2 separate regions of the Ovis aries genome follow, and region 2 is linked to region 1. The links are chromatin contacts, called in public Hi-C maps. All regions are on one chromosome and are shown on one strand. Each heading gives the region's core, a stretch centred on a gene start, on an enhancer-like site or on the middle of the called end of the contact. The rest is flanking DNA. Distances are from core to core; before and after follow the strand shown. Region 1 overlaps MILR1 (mast cell immunoglobulin like receptor 1). Region 2 overlaps SMURF2 (SMAD specific E3 ubiquitin protein ligase 2).

What was found. Hi-C and Micro-C count contacts between places; a contact is called where the count stands out from the background.
Region 2: a contact with region 1 is called in a Hi-C map of liver, with 2.2 times the contacts expected there. The contact joins two enhancer-like sites. A contact is called at or near these places in 2 of 16 Hi-C or Micro-C datasets (liver and muscle).

Annotation. Positions count from the first base shown.
Region 1 is chr11:48,360,555-48,365,744 of ARS-UI_Ramb_v3.0, forward strand. MILR1 (mast cell immunoglobulin like receptor 1) reads left to right here. Exons shown (of 9, transcript XM_060395778.1): 5 at 2,447-2,731; 6 at 4,819-4,929. Among named protein-coding and RNA genes, the nearest start is that of PECAM1, 12 kb to the left of the region's middle. Within about 2 kb of position 2,402, at least 3 of the 54 cell types and tissues checked have an H3K27ac peak or open chromatin away from gene starts, as enhancers often do. A contact at or near this core is called in liver, where this site is marked.
Region 2 is chr11:48,471,872-48,477,061 of ARS-UI_Ramb_v3.0, forward strand. SMURF2 (SMAD specific E3 ubiquitin protein ligase 2) reads right to left here. Exons shown (of 19, transcript XM_027974335.2): 11 at 447-639. Among named protein-coding and RNA genes, the nearest start is that of CEP95, 62 kb to the left of the region's middle. Within about 2 kb of position 3,185, at least 4 of the 54 cell types and tissues checked have an H3K27ac peak or open chromatin away from gene starts, as enhancers often do. A contact at or near this core is called in liver, where this site is marked.

The DNA of each region.
Region 1 (5,190 bases), core at 1,152-3,651:
TACAAAATAAAGTCAGAAAGAGGGGGAAAAAAATCATGTATTACTGCATATATGTGGAATCTAGAAAAATGGTACAAATGAACCTATTTGCAGGGCAGGAATGGAGACAGAGACACAGGGAGCAGATGTGTGAGTACGGCAGGGGTGGGATGAAGTCAGATATTGGGATTGATGGTGTGTGCACTGCCACGTGTGAAACAGATAGCTAATGGGAACCTGTTTCATAGTGCAAGGAGCCCAGCTCAGTGCTCACCCTAAAGGGGTGGGATTGGGGTGTGCTAGAAGGGTGGTCCAAGAGGGAGGGGCTGTATGTATACATATAGCTGAGTCACTTCATTGTACAGCAGAAAATAACACGTGGTAAAGCAACTATACTCCAATTAAAAAAAAAAAAAGAATCTACTGTATAGCATAGGGAACCCTACTCAATACTCTGTAAAGACCTATATGGCAACTGAGAGAGTGGATATATGTATATGTATAACTGATTCAGTTGACTGTACAGCAGAAACTAATGCAACGGTGTAAATCAAATGTAATCCAATAAAAAATAATTAAGAAAAAGAAGAAGGTAGATCTCGTGTTAACTGTTCTTAGCACAAAAGAACTAAATGCATGACTGACTGCATAAAAGCATTTTTAAAAAGGATATAATCTTAATAATGTTTATCTACCTACCGATTGATGCATTAACTAACAGATTAACTAGAGTTCAGTTTCAAAAGGTTGTGTTTGAGGTGGCCAGGAGACATGCAAGTGGATCCTGAAATAAGAGTCAGAGAAAGTAGTATGAGGACGGGATCAAGTGCTGGAGAAGACGGAAGAGGGAGAACTGTCGCCCGGAGGATTTAGGAAAAGTTTTATGGGGAAGGTGGCATCTGAATGAGCCTTAAAGGACTCCTTTAATTTAAAAAACAACTGATTTATGGAAGAGTTACAACTCCCTTCCTTGATCACAGTGATGCTGTGATGCCCTTTACCAGTCCTTTCACAAACTCTGAGGGAAGTTTACTGCTAAGTCGCTTCAGTCATGTCTGACTCTATGCGACCCCATAGACGGCCGCCCACCAGGCTCCCCTGTCCCTGGGATTCTCCAGGCAAGAACACTGGAGTGGGTTGCCATTTCCTTCTCCAATGCATGAAAGTGAAAAGTCAAAGTGAAGTCGCTCAGTCGTATCCAACTCTTAGTGACCCCATGGACTGCAGCCTACCAGGCTCCTCCGCCTATGGGATTTTCCAGGCAAGAGTACTGGAGTGGGGTGCCATTGCCTTCTCTGAAGGGAAGTTTACATCTTTCCACTAAATTTAGACGTCAACCCTTATTCTAGTTTGAATCATCTTATCTCAGAGAGAAGTCCATGCTGTCTACTTCATCATGAGTAAGTCAATTCCTAAAAATTGCAGCAAGCAGATTTCAGTTTTTCGTAGGAAGAACAGTCTATTGATGCTATTCCCAAACAAAGTTGCTCTTTGAGGCTCCCATCCCTGGGTACCGCTCTGTCAAGGATGCTGCCACGGGGGGATTCCTACTCAGGGGAGGGAGGGATGGAGCAAGAAGACTCTAATTTGTTAGTTTCTTTCCTTTGACTTGTTTCTGCACCCAGTTGCTAAATTGGCACACTACTGTTAAAAGCAAAAGTATCTGCTGGCCCTGGCTCTGCCATTTATTAGGTATGTGGTCTCTGAATTTCAATGGCCTCTTCTGTGGAGTGGGCACAATGCTGTTCACCTTGTGTGCTGTTGTGAAGTGAACCAAGATAACATGGGTAGTGACCCCAACACATGAAGGATACTCAACTGTTTCTTTCCCTATAATCCTGTTTCCTTAAAGAACTATATAACAAATTACAGAGCTGGATTCTCGCATGAAGTATGGTATGATCTGGCAGAGCTTACCAGAATCACTCGTTTCTGGTCAAGAATTTCCCTTAACTCTATTTATCAGGGTTACTTCCTGTTTCGGGGAGGAACTGGAAGATAAGTGTACAGCTGAATTCTATAAATGACAGTACTGTGAGAAAAGATGATATTTTTAGACTTTCTTGATTAAAAAACAACAACACTGTTATCTTACAAGGATTGGGACTAAAAGTACCTCTCAACTACATACTTGGAGCTGGATCTTTGACAAAATTATACCATCAACCACAAACAAATGGTGAATTCTGATAAACGGCAAGTTTGCACTCCAGCTCCTCAAAGCAGAGAGACACTCCACTCTCTGGCTTTCTCAGAGCCTGGTTCATGCCAGGATACATGGGGTTAACCCCATAGCTGTTGATTTTTCCCCATGGAGCTTCTTGGGAGCAGCTTGGCTTCACAAGAGGGGTGTCGTTCATCTTTGGGTGAACAGACAGGAAGAGAGTAGGGCTTCCATCCATGTTTGTGGACTGAGTGAGGGAACCCATTCTGCTTAGCCATTTAATGCGCACTTTCATTTTTCTAGACCCAGTGACTGCACCAGTGCTGAACATCAGTGTCATTCAAACAAAAACAGACCGATATATAACACTACGCTGCATCTCATTCAACGGCTCTCTGCCCATCGATTATATTTTTTTTGAAAAAAACATCACCATATCACCAGTTATTTCCAAGGATGTAAGGAAGCCTGCTGAACTTAACATAACCGAGAGTAACACTGCAGAAGTGAAAGAGTACAGGTGTAAAGCTAAAAACAGATTGCCTGACCGTGTGAAATACAGTCAACCTGTCATCATACCCTCAACAGGTAAGGGCTACCTGAACTCGTTCAACAGGGTCTAGATTTACTTCCAGAAACTGCAGCCTCTCCTCTGCCCACCATTTCCCACTTCGCCCACCTGCTTCTAAGTGCTTTTCCTTCTGTAGGGTCCATATGCTCTGATGGGGCTGCTTTCTGCCATAAAGGAACCATAGAAAAGCCTAGAGAGTGGGGCAGGAAGGGACCGTGTAGTAAGACTTCCTGAACTGACTCTGTTTCCTGCTCGGGTTCTAAGCAATCACATTAGAATTTGTAACTCTCTTTGTTTTCACTTTCTTTTTTTAAGCACTGTTTTTATATATTTATTTATTTTGACCATGCTGGGTCTCCATTGCTGCGCGTGGGCTTTTTCTAGGTGCAGCAAGTGGGGGCTACTCTTCGTTGCACGAGCTTCTCATTGCAGTGGCTTCTCTTGTTTGTGGAGCACAGGCTCTGTGCACGCGGGCTTCGGTGGCTGCAACACAAAGGCTCAATAGTTGTGGTGACTGAGCTTAGTTGCCTCACGGCATGTGCAATCTTCCTGGACCAGGGATCGAACGTGTGTTCCATGCATTAGCAGGCGGATTCTTATCCACTGCACCACCAGGGAAGTCCTGCATCTCTTGAAGCTGCTGGGGTCTCTTGATTTTCTTGTGCTTTTTTAAATCGTTTAAATAAAAACTCACTTCTAACACCGGTAGCTTCCTGCTTGGCTGTTGAATGCCCTACTGCTAATGCTTGGTGAATCTAGATTTCTCTACTGGGGGCAAGAGCGGCTCCTGTCCCAGGCTTGTGTTTCGGAAGGCGCTACCTGGATTCTTCTCAGCCACACACTTTCCAATAAGCTTCCCATAAGCCATAGGGATGCCTGCCTGGACCTTGTATCTCTACTTTTCTATACCTCACTCTAGGTTCCTAGACCTGAATTCCCTGCCCCATCAGATCAGAACCCACCTCCCAGGGCCAGCGCAAGTCTCTTTCTCAGCTCGTCCTCCCAAGGATAGACCACCGTGAGGATGTGAGCACTCCTGGACTCAAGACAAGGGAGCTGTTTGTGGGGGCTGAGGGACGACATTGGGCCGCACAGGCAGGGGCTGTCTATGTGTCTGTCAGGTTCCTTAGGGCGCAGATCAGAGCCTGGATGGGAAGGGGCCAGGCCGGAGCTAGAGCCAGCTCTCTCTACACTGTCATGTTCCAGCGCAGAACTCCGAGTCTGAGAATTCCAGATTTAAAGCTGCTCTTAGGGACTTCCCTGGCCATCTAGTGGTTAAGACCGCATTTCCAATGCAGGCAGAGAGGGTTTGATCCCTGGTCAGGGAGCTGGGACCCCTCATGGTGCACAGCCACAAAATTTAAAAAACAAAAACTTGGCCTGATGAAGGGACACTGGTCAAGGCGGGAGGAGAAAAAAAATTAGGTTAGCAAAGCTAATAGGCATACAAGGGCGTTAGACACCTCATCCTCAGAAGATCAGAGCCCACATCTGGGTGTTCAGTAAGTTCTAACAAGTCAGGCAGCCTGTTGGAGTCAGGCCCCAGAGTCAGCCTTTTGCCTACAAATCATCACCTTCCATTCACTAGCTGTGTGACCTTAGAAAAGTCACATACTCTTATTTAATTGTAAAATGGGAACTATACTTAATTGAGTCTTATTCTACTTAATTGTAAAATGGGAATAATGCCAATGAGATACCTAAGGCAATGCACGTAAAGTGCTTAACACAATGTCTGCGTATAGTCAATAATAAGTGACAGCTGTTGGGTAACATAGATCATGCCAGCCTGACTAAAGACGTTGCCTGACAAATGGCCAGGCTGTTCTCAGATTTATGACCCTAATGACGTAGATAACAATCTGTTTGTTAAATGCTGTGCTGCTTTTTTCTTTGTAAATAACCCTTGGTGGAAGATGGACTTGGTATGACTTTTAGAACGGTGCTGCAGGTGTCCACACAGGGCAGGGGCCCAGGTTTCATGGTATCTTACCTAACTTGGGAGACAGTCATGATCGACCTTTCCAGAACATTCCACAATTCAGTATCATTGGAAAAGCAGGTTGTGCAGTGACCAGTGAATGCTGTCTTCTTCTTCTTCCAGGAGGAGACTGCGGTCCATTCTGCCTGCAGCTCCTGCTTCCGGGGTTATTACTGGTGCTAATAGTCATCATCCTAATTCTGGCATTTTGGATGCTACCCAAGTACAAAGCAAGTAAGTTCCTTAGGAGCTTTGCCATTGTTTTCCCTGGTGGCTCAGACAGTTAAGAATCTGCCTGCAATGCAGGACACCTGGGTTCAATCCCTGGGTGGGGAAGATCCCCTGAAGAGGGGAATGGCTACTCACTCCAGTATGCTAGCCTGGAGAATCCATGGACAGAGGAGCCTGGCAGGCTATAGTCCTTGGGGTTGCAAAGAGTCGGACACGACTGAGCAAAGAAAATGAAAATAGAAGGAAAAAGCGCAAAACGAGAAG
Region 2 (5,190 bases), core at 1,935-4,434, 110 kb after region 1:
GGGACCAAGCTTTACCCATCAGAACCTCTCACACTTCATCCCATTCAAATGTTTATCTTATATATGAAATCTCTTCAATACTACTGCCTTTACTCCCCACAAGTAAGAAGAGAAATTAATGAAAATTCTCCCATTTTAAAGAGATTAAAGTGGAAGTCGCTCAGTCGTGTCTGACTCTGCGACGCCATGGACTGTAGCCTGCCAGGCTCCTCTGTCCATGGAATTCTCCAAGCAAGAATATTGGAGTAGGTAACCATTCCCTTCTCTAGGGGATCTTCCCTACGAAGGGATCAAACCCAGGTCCTCCCACATTACAGGCGGATTCTTTCCCGTCTGAGCTACCAGGGAAGCCCTTAAAGAGACTGAGTCCCAATATATACTTGGAAAACAAGTTCATCACTGGAATTTAAACTTTCTCTATATTAAAATCAGACTTGTACGTTTACCTCAAAAATCTCTTCCCTGGAAACCTCAATGCGGCAATGGCCAGCCTGAGGCTGTTGCTGGGAAAGTTCCTGCCGCAGAATCTTCAGCTTCTGAACTAGGTCGCGCTTGTACCGTGGGACTGTCAGACACTCTGTGTCATCAGGGCACAACGACACCACCTGCTGCTGCTGGTCTTTCAGTTGGTTCTGCCGACTACAAGTAAGCAAACATTAGTAGAGAGTCTTTTATAAGACTGCAATCACACATTTAAAATAGCACTGCATGCTAAACCAAGTCTATATTATTTCGAGGCCTTATTTTAGTCTTAGCTTGACATTTCTGACAACAATAAACTGGCTCCAGAGTTTATTTCTTAGAATTTATGGAAGTGGACAATGAGAGTTTTATCCAAAAAGCTTTATACAGCTGCTTAGAGCAACTTTCTCAAGTACTGTTTCCATTTTCCTCCACTCAGTTTACCAGCTCTCACTTCAAAATTCAGGCGCATGCCAAACCCTGCGCCTGTTATCTAGAGTCCGTCTCTCTGAAAGAAACAAACAGTTGGAACTGGCAGTTTGGCAGGACCCCTTCTCCTATGCATGCTACAGTCTAGACCACAGGAATGTGGGAAGTTACAGAGAAATGAGCACTTTACAAACAAGTCTAAATGCTTTATAAAGTGACTATTTTTCTTTTCTTTCCTTCTTTATTTTTTTGGGGGGGGCATGCAGTGTGGCATGCAGGACCTTAGTTCCTTGACCAGGGATCAAATCTGTGTCCCCTGCAGAAGAAGCATGGAGTCTTAGCCAGGGGACCACTAAGGAAGTCCTTATCTTTTTACTGTGGTAAAACACACATAAAATTTACCATTTTAACCATTTTTAAGTATTACAGTCACTGGCATTAAGTACATTCACATTGTCTCTTATGCTGAAGTGACTTCGAACTGCATATACAGTTTACCACAAATACACAAAAATAATCTCCCAAGTATAGCAGAAACATAATTTTTAGAAGGCACATTGCCTAGAGATATATTTATTCTCCTGACAAAAATACTGTAAGCTGCATCTAAGAATTTTTTTTAAAGAATCTTATGATATAATGAATGAGTTAATTTCAGTAAACTGTCAGGAAATAAAAAGTCATGTAATTCACAATTAATGTCTATGCAAATGCTGAATGATTCCGCTGGAATCTAATTTCACACACAACAAACAAGAGTATAATCTTCTAACCTATAAGTAAAGGACAATGGTAGCTATGATAAAATAAAAATAACTTTCAGTTCTCTAACAAATCACTCAAACTTACTTTACATATAATGGTTCAATAGGTAAAGGCCCAAATTTATACCTAGAACACATAACTATCCAAAAAAACGCAGCTTTGATGAAAATGACAAATCACCATTTATTCTCATAAAGCACTGTAATAAAGGTGTTTTTTGTATACCACACATATATAAATCAAAACAGAATATATTAAAAATACTCTTTAAACAACGTATTAATCATATCCCCAAAAAAGAACTTGGGTACACAAAGTTAAAGATACAAAACTTTAATTCAAAGTGGATCAGAGACCTCAACGTAAAACCTAAAGCCAAAAGCCTTAGGTGCCAAAACACAATCCGTAAGACAAACAAATGGATAAAATGAACATCACTTAAATTTCAAAGAACCTTTACACTTTTCAAAAGACACTGTTAAAAAAATGAAAAGACAAGTCACAGTCTAGGAGAAAATCTTTCTAAAGCTTATAGCTGACATAAAACTTGTATTTCAAGCATCTAAAGAATTCTCAAAACTCAAAAAAACTCAGTTTTTTTTTTAAAAAAAAGGAGGCAAAAAATTTCACCAAAGAAGATATACAGATGGAAATAAGCCCATGAAAAGATGCTCAACATCATTAGTTACTACAGGAAAGCAAATTAAAACTTCATGAGAATTCTGTAAAGCAATTATCCTTCAATAAAAAATAAATTAATTTAAAAAACTTAATGAGATACCACTATACATCTATTAGAATGTCTAAAATTAAGATTAACCATAGTGAAACTCCAGTACTTTGGCCACCTCATGCAAAGAGTTGACTCATTGGAAAAGACTTTGATACTGGGAGGGATTGGGGGCAGGAGGAGAAGGGGACGACAGAGGATGAGATGGCTGGATGGCATCACTGACTCGATGGACATGAATCTGAGTGAACTCCGGGAGTTGGTGATGGACAGGGAGGCCTGGCGTGCTGCGATTCATGGGGTTGCAAAGAGTCGGACACGACTGAGCGACTGAACTGCACTGAAACCAAGTGTTACCAAGAGCAACTACAACTCTCACACACTGCTAGTGGGAATGTCAAACGGCATAATCACTTCGAAAGACAATCTGGCAGTCTCTTCAAAAGTTTAACACAAATCTGTCATATGATGCAGCCTAGGCATTTATTTATCAGAGAGGAGTGAGAGTGTATGTCCACTGAAGGACTTAAACATAAACATTAATGGCAGTTTAGTCACAGCCCCAAACTGAAACAATCCAAATATTCATCAGCAGGTAAACAGATTCATAAATTGAGGTCTATCCACACAATGGAATGAAAAGAAATGAACTATACAGGCAACAACAGAGATGAATCTCAAATAATTACGCTGGGTAAAAGAAATCAAACGAAAGAGAGGACATACTGTATGAATCCACTTATCCAGAACTCTAAACACTGCAATGTGTAGTGACAGAAAGCAAATCGGTGGTTGGCTGAAAATGAGGTGTGGACTGAACTGTGTCTAAGTAAATAAGTTGAGGGCGTAAGCCTTAGCACCCCTGACTTTGACCTTATTTGGACACAGGGTCTTTGCAGATGTACTCAAGTTAAATGAGGTCACACTAGATGAGGGTGGCCCTAAATCCAACAGACTGGTATTCTTATAAGGAGAGGTAAACTTGGATCCAGAATATAGGGGAGAAGCTGTAACATATTAAGATATATACTTTGGTCTTTGTCCCCAGTTACTGACACAGAACTCCTAAAATGCTTGAAATTTCCTGAATGACAGAGGTGACAAGAAAAGTGTATTCTGTTCCAATATTTGGTCTTTGTCCCTGTTACAAGACAGGGAAGCTCCTAAGTCCCTTAGAAGTTCCTGGGTTTTGGAGCATTTTTTGTTTCAGTGAGGTTACTGTTACATAGTTGCAGGATGGGGCCTGGTCGCAGGAAAGACCAAAGCTTGATGAGAAGCCTAGAACTTTCAGTGCCACGCCCCCCCCCTCCCCCCGCAGCCTCTGGGGAGCGGGGAGAGGAACTGGAGACCGAGTTAATGATCAATCACTCCTATGTGATAACATCTCCATAAAAACCCCTGAATGCTGGTGTTCAGAATGCTGGGTTGATGAACACACCGCAGGTGCCCAGAGGATGAAGCACCTTGCAGCTAAGTACATGCAAGGCCCATGTAGCACCTTGCAGCTAAGTACATGCAAGGCCCATGTAGCCCCTCTCCTGTCCTATGCCTCTCCTGTCCTATGCCTCGCTTCCATTTGGCTGTGCCTGAGTTACACCCTTTATAAGAAAAACTGGTAACAGTAAGGAAATAATTTCCCTGAGTTCTGTGAGCCATTCTAGCAAATTGCTGAACCCAAGGGTCATGAGAACGCCTCGACATACAGCCAGTTGGCAAGAAATATGGGAGGCCTTGTTGAAACTGAGCCCTTCACCTGTGAGGCCTGATGCCAACTGGGTGGCATTAGACTGAATTCAAGTCCGTAGATGGGGAGAATTGAAATGTTTGAGGAAAAAACTCCCACACTTGGTGGCAGATGTTTTGTGGGTAGACCAGATCGCAGGCCAGGTGAAGACAAGGAACAGACTGGAATAATGGTCCCACAAGTCAAGGAACAGCAAGGTTTCCGGGAACCAACAGGAGCTAGGAGAAGGGCATGTAACTGATCTTCCTTGAGAGATTCCAGAAGGAACCAACCCTGAGCCAGCCTGGCTCTGAACTCCAGTCTCCAGAACTGCCAGAGAATGAACTTATACTATTTTAAACCACCTAGTGTATAGTATTTTGTTACGGCAGCCTTGGGAAACTAGAGAAGGGGTGGGAGGAGGGACCACCAAGAGGCTACAAAGAGGCAGGAGGAAACTCTCGGGGCAGTGGATACGTTCACTATCTCCATTAAGGTGAGGGTCTCACAGTATATAATATGTCAAAACAAACCGCACATAGAAAATATGTACAATTTACTGTGTGTCAATTAAATTTCAACAAAGCCAATTTTAAAACAGTTCATCAAAAAAAGTCTACAAATAATAAATGCTGGAGAGTGTGGAAAGAAAAGGGAACCCTCCGACACTGTTGGCGGGAATGTAAATGGGTGTAGCTACCACGGAAAACAGCATGGAGGGTCCTGAAAACACTAAAATGGAGCTACCATATGATCTAGCAATCCCTCTCCTGGGCATGCATCTGGAAAATATGAAAACTAATGCAAAAAGATACATGCACTCCAATGTATACAGCAGCATTATCTACAAGAGCCAAGATAAGGAAACAACCCAAGTATACATACTCTCACACACAATGAAATATTACTCAGTCATAAAAAAAGAATGAAATATTGCCATTTGCGGCAATATGGATGGACCTTGAGAATATCATACGAAGTGCAGTAAGCCAGAGAGAAAGACAAATATTATATATGATACCACTTATATGTGGAATCTAAAAAAATAATAAAAATGAATCTATACACAAAGCAAAAACAG